Regions from separate parts of the Canis lupus genome. Here region 1 is linked to region 2. The links are chromatin contacts, called in public Hi-C maps. All regions are on one chromosome and are shown on one strand. The core of a region is the stretch at or near the end of the contact, and the rest is flanking DNA. Distances in the headings are between cores, read along the strand shown.

What was found. Hi-C and Micro-C count contacts between places; a contact is called where the count stands out from the background.
Region 1: a Hi-C map of skin fibroblasts shows a contact between it and region 2, with 3 times the contacts expected there. The contact joins the enhancer-like site here to the promoter of BCL6 in region 2. A contact is called at or near these places in 3 of 9 Hi-C or Micro-C datasets (amygdala, blood and skin fibroblasts).

What each region holds. Positions count from the first base shown.
Region 1 is chr34:20,866,443-20,869,560 of UU_Cfam_GSD_1.0, forward strand. All of the region lies in intron 2 of LOC478670 (lipoma-preferred partner), which reads left to right. Among named protein-coding and RNA genes, the nearest start is that of MIR28, 290 kb to the right of the region's middle. Within about 2 kb of position 1,824, at least 3 of the 20 cell types and tissues checked have an H3K27ac peak or open chromatin away from gene starts, as enhancers often do.
Region 2 is chr34:20,304,938-20,308,227 of UU_Cfam_GSD_1.0, forward strand. It overlaps BCL6 (BCL6 transcription repressor), which reads right to left and starts at 2,033. Exons shown (of 9, transcript NM_001195404.1): 1 at 2,018-2,033; 2 at 1,014-1,185. The coding sequence starts at 1,174.

The sequences.
Region 1 (3,118 bases), core at 574-3,073, 560 kb after region 2:
CTCGGAGAAGTCCTGTGGATAAAAGCATTAGCCACAACATTCCTTAAATTCAGGTTTTGTCAAATTTATTTCATAATGGAATCATTTTGTAGACAGTTTCCCAGACTCGAGTTTTGTGGAACATTCTTTGGATAGCATGACTTTATTGTTAAAATTCTTAAGGTTTATACTGTCATCTTGTAATGATCTCCTGTGAGATATAAAGTCATTTGGAGTACAGTACAGATCTTCGTCTGCCCTCCCTTCACCATAGGAGGAATTACAGGTTTATTTCAGGATCAAACACTTTGCAAATGAAATGTTGTTAGGAGAGGAGGGAAAAAAAAACCTTTTAGAGCCTAATAATTGCAGAAAGAAGACAGTGTTATACCAGCCAAACCCAATTTTGTGAATTAGGGCTTTAACTTGGAGAGTTGTTCCTGAAAATAGCTTGTTTTTAAGCAAAACTTTGTTGGCTTTTGGTGGTAGGCTTTTTTCACCATCAAAGGCACGAATATGGGTGATTTTAAACTGTGACATGTTCCTTGCATTCAAAACCAAGGTTTATGGAGGAAACAACGCCTTTTAAAAAACTTTTCTGAAAAGTTGGTTTTGACTATTATGGCATTTTCTTCTGTTTATTTAGGATATTAGCTTGCTTGCTTGTTGCTTGCTTGCTTGCTTTCTTCTTTTTTTTTTTTTTAAGCTTGAAGAGTCCTTGTTGATCTGCCCAAGCCTGCACTTGACAGATGAGGAAATAAAAATCCCCAGAAGGCTTTGGTAACCTTTTTTAATTCACTGTCCTAGTCAGTGACAAAACCAGAACTAAAATCAAGGTCTCTCATTTACCTGTTTCATAACTTTTTTTTTTTAATAGTATACTCTTAAAAAGAAAGGAGTTATTGGGGCACTTGGGTGGCATAGTTGATTCAGCATCCAATTCTTGGTTTTGACTCAGGTCATGATCTCAGGGTTGTGGGATGGGCTGTGTGCTCAGTGGGGAGTCTGCTTGATACTCTGTTTCTCCCTCTTCCCCTGCTTCCCCCACTCAAGCTCTCTCTCTCTCTCTCTCAAATAAATAATTTTTTTTTAAAAGAGAGGAGTTATTTGCTTCTTTTGATTAGATATAGATAGGTAGATGCATCCATGCATAGATACATGATAAAAGCAAATTTATTTTATAAATAAATTTTACAAGATAAAAGCCTGTAAGTAGAAACTCCTTTACTTTTAAGGTAAGAAGACCCTTCCTAGTCCTTTGGCTGTCATCCAGGTCCTTTGTTACTTGTCGCTTGAAAAATGTATTCACTTCAGTGGAGGAGATATGTGTGAAAGAGAGGCTCATGCCCAGTTTGTCCTCTCTTGGTCTTATTTCCAGCTGAGGGATTCACCCCTGCGAGGTGGTAGTTAACTGGCTCATCACCAGCTGCCCTAGGACTATGGCTTAGTTATCAGCCACCATGTGGTTATTTCTCTCCTTTGCCCCTGCTCCTTCCCAATTTCAGCCTCCTCTTTGCCCAGCACTCATGGCTCAGCAGGAAGGCCATCTCATTCCACAGACAGGAGAGAAAGCTTGGCTCCAAAGAAGACATTCCTCCTGCTAGGTTTAAGCCAGCTGCAGCAAAAGCAAAAGGAAATTCTCATGCCATTGAATTTCTTCCTTTAGGTAAGAGGATTTGTTAGAGTAGAGATCGTGGGATTGTTCCCATTAGAAATCTCTAGTCTGGTACTAGCTGTTATCTGTGCCGTGGGAACATGGACAGGGAAGAGCACTGGATTGGCTGATGGGGAACATGGGTTTTGGGCTGCACTTCTCTGCCCCCAGTCTCTGGGATTCCTGGGGAAACTAAGAGACCTCTCTGAGCCTCATTTGACCCCATCTCTGCAGGGCTTGGGGGGTCATGATTCCCGGAGTTGTTGAGAGGATTAAATGAGATAATGATACAAATAGGCTTTGTAAACCACAAAACACCCTATGAATATGTTATTTATTCCGGCATCATTATCCTCAGCGGTGATAACAAACACATGCACGCTGCTGCCTTTGAGCCAGGTACCATTCTAAGCATCTTACCTCTATTAGCAAACAACGTGGCCAGCAGCTCTGTGTGCTGGTGAACAGCGCCCGGCACCATGGGTCGGGGGGGCTGGTGGTCACCGGGATCAGTAAGGTGACTTTCCCAGGGGGTGTGGGCGTGTCCCTTCCCTCCCCAGGGCCTGAGTTGTACTTTTAGTAAAAGAAGCACTTGGACTCTGGTTCAAAGTCGGGCGCTTCGTGTTCTGGCCTTTGTGATCCTGTGAGGCAGTGATCTGTTTCTCCCAGGCTTAGTCACTGATTACTAATCAGAACTCACATTTGACCGAAGGCTACCATAATCTTCACTTTACCGGTGAAGAATCACTTACGCACTGAGAGTTCAGGAGCTTTGGCCAGGCCGCCCAGCCCTGCGTGTCGGAGGCGGGATGCCCATCCTGCAGGCCAGGTGCCCCCGAGCTGTGGCGGCGATGTAGATCAGCGATCGCGGCTGTGCCATGCTGTCGGGCTCCTCATCCTATCAGCTTCTCGGTTCTCCTTTCTCCTTTAGGTGTGTGTGTGGTGCTTGCTGTCATTTCCCTGCCCGATTAGGTCCCCAAAATCTTGGCTGCGAGGTTTTCAGGCCGGGCCCACGTCTTGCAGCATCTGACGCGGGGCTTGGCACACCGTAGCATCCCCCTTGACCAGCACAGCTTTTCTCTCCACCCTCTAGACCCTTCCAACCCCTCAGGGAGGTCTGCCGCTGGCATCTATTGAAAGTGTGTTTGGCAGAATGACCTTTTCACATCCGAAGCTGCTTGAGGAGGCTGCTGGGCCCCCGCGCTGGACAAGTCTCCACAGGGGAGAAGTGTTTCAAGCTGCAGCCTGTTTGTTTTCTGCAGGGCATGGGCACTCTGACCCTCTCCTGGTTGCTTAACTCTGCCAGTCTTTTGGCTGCTCCCGCTTTGGTTTTGCTTGGAGCGATTTTATTTTTCTAAAGGCCTGGTTTGACTTGATACAGCACAAGATTTGTAGCCTCGTTGCATCTGGGAAAGGAGTCACACCCATTGAAGTTGGGAGAAAATGGACTCTTAGAACCCCAAGGAAATTGACATCAATCTTAGA
Region 2 (3,290 bases), core at 783-3,282:
GACTCTCCTAAGGTCATTATTCCTGGGAGACACAAGTCAAACCTCAAGCCTTGCCTCCAGGGGCCGTGTTGTCCGGTCGAGGAACAAGTACTCAATTACAAGTCAGGATTTGGGGCTGGCATCTCAATTCTGCTCTTTCTGAACAGGTTGCCAGCTGTGAGCCAGCTCTAACCAGCAAGTAGCTGTGCAACTTGGGGCAAGATACTTAACTTCTCTGCACCCTGGTTTCCTGAGCAATAGTGTCTCCCTGAGAGGGTGGTGCATGCCTACCACAGAGGAAGCACCCGGTTAGCATTTTCTACTCCTTTTATATCTCTGTAAACCTCTGTTCGCGCCACTCTTAAAACACAGGTGCTCGCCGTAGATGTAGATGTCAAGTAAGGTCTCCGCTAGCAGTAGAGCTCCCCTGCCTTATATCAGTTCACGGATGTGTGCCTTCATTTTATTGTCTATAAAATGGAAGTAATTATGCCTGCATAACACGGAAGGCCTCTGCCCAGATCCAGGGAGATGATGTAATATGAACCAGCTCCGAGAACTCGAAATACTTGACAAATATGAAGAATCAGCTGGCTCCCTCTCCCTTACTTACACACACATAGCCTGAAACACCCCTGGAAAGGCAGTCACGGGATCAAATACATGCAGTTACAGGCTAAAAGGACAAAAGGTTTCACATTCACTGGCTTACAATTTTGTAAAACCCTCTTTCCCTTCTCCTTTTTTCACTGGTTAACCAAAGTTATTCTGCTTGTCCCAAACACATCCTTTCTCGAGACGGTATATGATTTCTACTCCCTCCCTTCCCACAGAACAGAAACTCTTTCTCCAAAAGTGTGCTCATCCATTCGCTTCCTGGGAACCTACTCTGCCCTGCCGCCCATGTGCTGGCCGTCTGGAGACAAACGAGACGTGATTCCCAACAGAGCAAAAGGCCCAGGCGGCCTGCCTTCCGGCCTGCCCACAGCAGCGCTCCCCTTTACACAACCACCTTTCCCCTCCAGACCCCTCACCTGCAGGCCATGAGGACTGTCTTATGGGCTCTGAACTGCTCACGGCTCACCACGATGACAACATCAGTCAAGATGTCACGGCTGCGGAGGCGATTAAGGTTGAGAAGCACGTCACTGGCATGGCGGGTGAACTGGATACAGCTGTCAGCCGGGGAGGCCATTTTGTCTTCACCTGGAAAGAAAAGGGTCGGAGCCTTGTAAGTCATCCAGAACCCGGTTCCTGCTTAGCCGGGGTGTGAAACCAGGTGGCACAGCCTGCTAACCTATGGTATGCAAACCGAGGTCCCTTGTGTTTGGTCTTCGGCCCATCTCTGGGCATTACTGTTCACATCTGTAAGACGGGGAAATAATCTTTCTCTAACGAGTTGGAATAGAAGGCCCTTTCGGGGAAAGCAGAAGTGAATGAATAGCTGTAGCGTGCCTTTTCCCACATATCGAATACTCTGCCAAGCGTCGAGAGGCAGTGAGTGTGTTACAGGGAGAGAAACCACGTTTTGAAGGTTAGCACGCCAGCTTTATTTTATCTTTTGCTAGCTGTGTGACTCGGGGCAGATTGTTTACTCTTTCTGGGCTTCGGTTTCTCCAAATGGGAGGAGTAATACCTATGTGGTTGTAAAATTTAGAGATCTGTGCCTGGTCCATAGTAGGTTCTCAAAAATCGCAGCTATTCTCGGCAGGATCTCATTTCATTATCCCAGCCACCATCTGTTCTTTCCTCTTTTAGGTTTTAGAATGGTCTGAATGTACTTCGGGCACCTAGCACACTGCTGGTGCACAGTAGGTGGCTACCTTGGATCCGAACCGAGAAACGAGTGAAGGAATGAAAGATCACACAAGAGTTAAGATAGTCTAACACAGGGGTAAAGGGGTGAGGGAGAGGGAATCGGCTATCCTTTATCTCGGCTAATGAAAAGCGGCCAAGTTCACAGTAACACATGCATCGGCAAATTCAAAAGAAACAGTTTGTCCACAAAATTTTAAAGCATATAATTAGATTCACTTACCCAATGCCTTGATTCACAGTCCAAAATTTTGCTTAAAATCTGCAAGGAAGAGAAAAAAGCAAACAGAAATTGATTCCATGAATGTTAGATTGTCCACTATAGTCTTATTTTAGGACACACGTATTTAGTTTTACTTTGATAGCTGCAGTCTGCCAGCTGGAGCGGTTTTGCCACAAGCTAGCAAACATTTTTCCAGCTCTGCTCTTACGGAAACAACAGGCACCCGAGCTATGCAATAATCATGTTTTTGCCCTGAGTACTGGGAACACAACTGCATAGATTAATTACAGGTACATATATACATATAGTTCCTTTCTCAAAGTAGAAAAAAAGCATATCATCCGAAGGCCACTTGTGTTTGTAGGAAAGAAAAATATAAGAAAAGTGATTCCTTCAATATTAATGAGAATGATCCTTCGGGGGCCTAAAACTCTGAACAATCTCCAAAATCTACTAAAATATTATCTTTTAAGGCTTAGAATGATTTCTCGAGGTCTACTGGGTCAATATCCTAATCCCTATTTCTCTGGTGACGAAACTGAGGCTCACGGGTTCAAGTGGCTTGCTTAGGACAAAAAGCCAGGCAGTAATTCCTGACTGTCTGAATATTTAAGAGTAAATACAGGATCTGCAGAACAAACCCAGAGATGGCGAGTCTTTGCTTTCCTTGGGTATTTTTGTCTTTTTTCAAAGTTTCCTCTTTCCCTCCTGGGTCTAAGACCAGATACAGTGCTACAAACTTCCAAGCTTGTGCTCCCCCTGCTGGTGAAATATTTAACTGCGTGCTTTAGCTAAGAACTGGCCAGGGAGCACTCCTGAAATATGTACCCGCTCCAAATTGGTTTCTCTAAAACAAAATAATTTTAAAGCACAGGTGTAAGACTCTCATTTATGATCACATGTGGGCTGCAAAGCAAAACAATATCTGAATCCTCTTCCACCACCAACCCTTTCCTTTTTTTTTTTTTTTTAAAAGCGTAGCCCTTTAGAGCTATTTTCCGGGTAAAGGGGCCCGAGGCCAGGGAGGTCATGTTGGGCCACGTAGATGGTTAGTGGCCCGGCCCTAGGTCTTCTGGCTCAAATTCCTGTGCCTTTTCCAAATCAGCCTACGTGCTGTAGAACATGCAAGACAGCACCCTAATGTGGGTGAATCTCATTTTTAAGTTTCTTCCCCCACACAAACACTTTGCCCCCATTCCAGGCTGCTGAATCTTACCAAATGAGCACTCTAAAATGAGAGGTTTCCTTGAGTCTGTAACCAAACACTCTGACA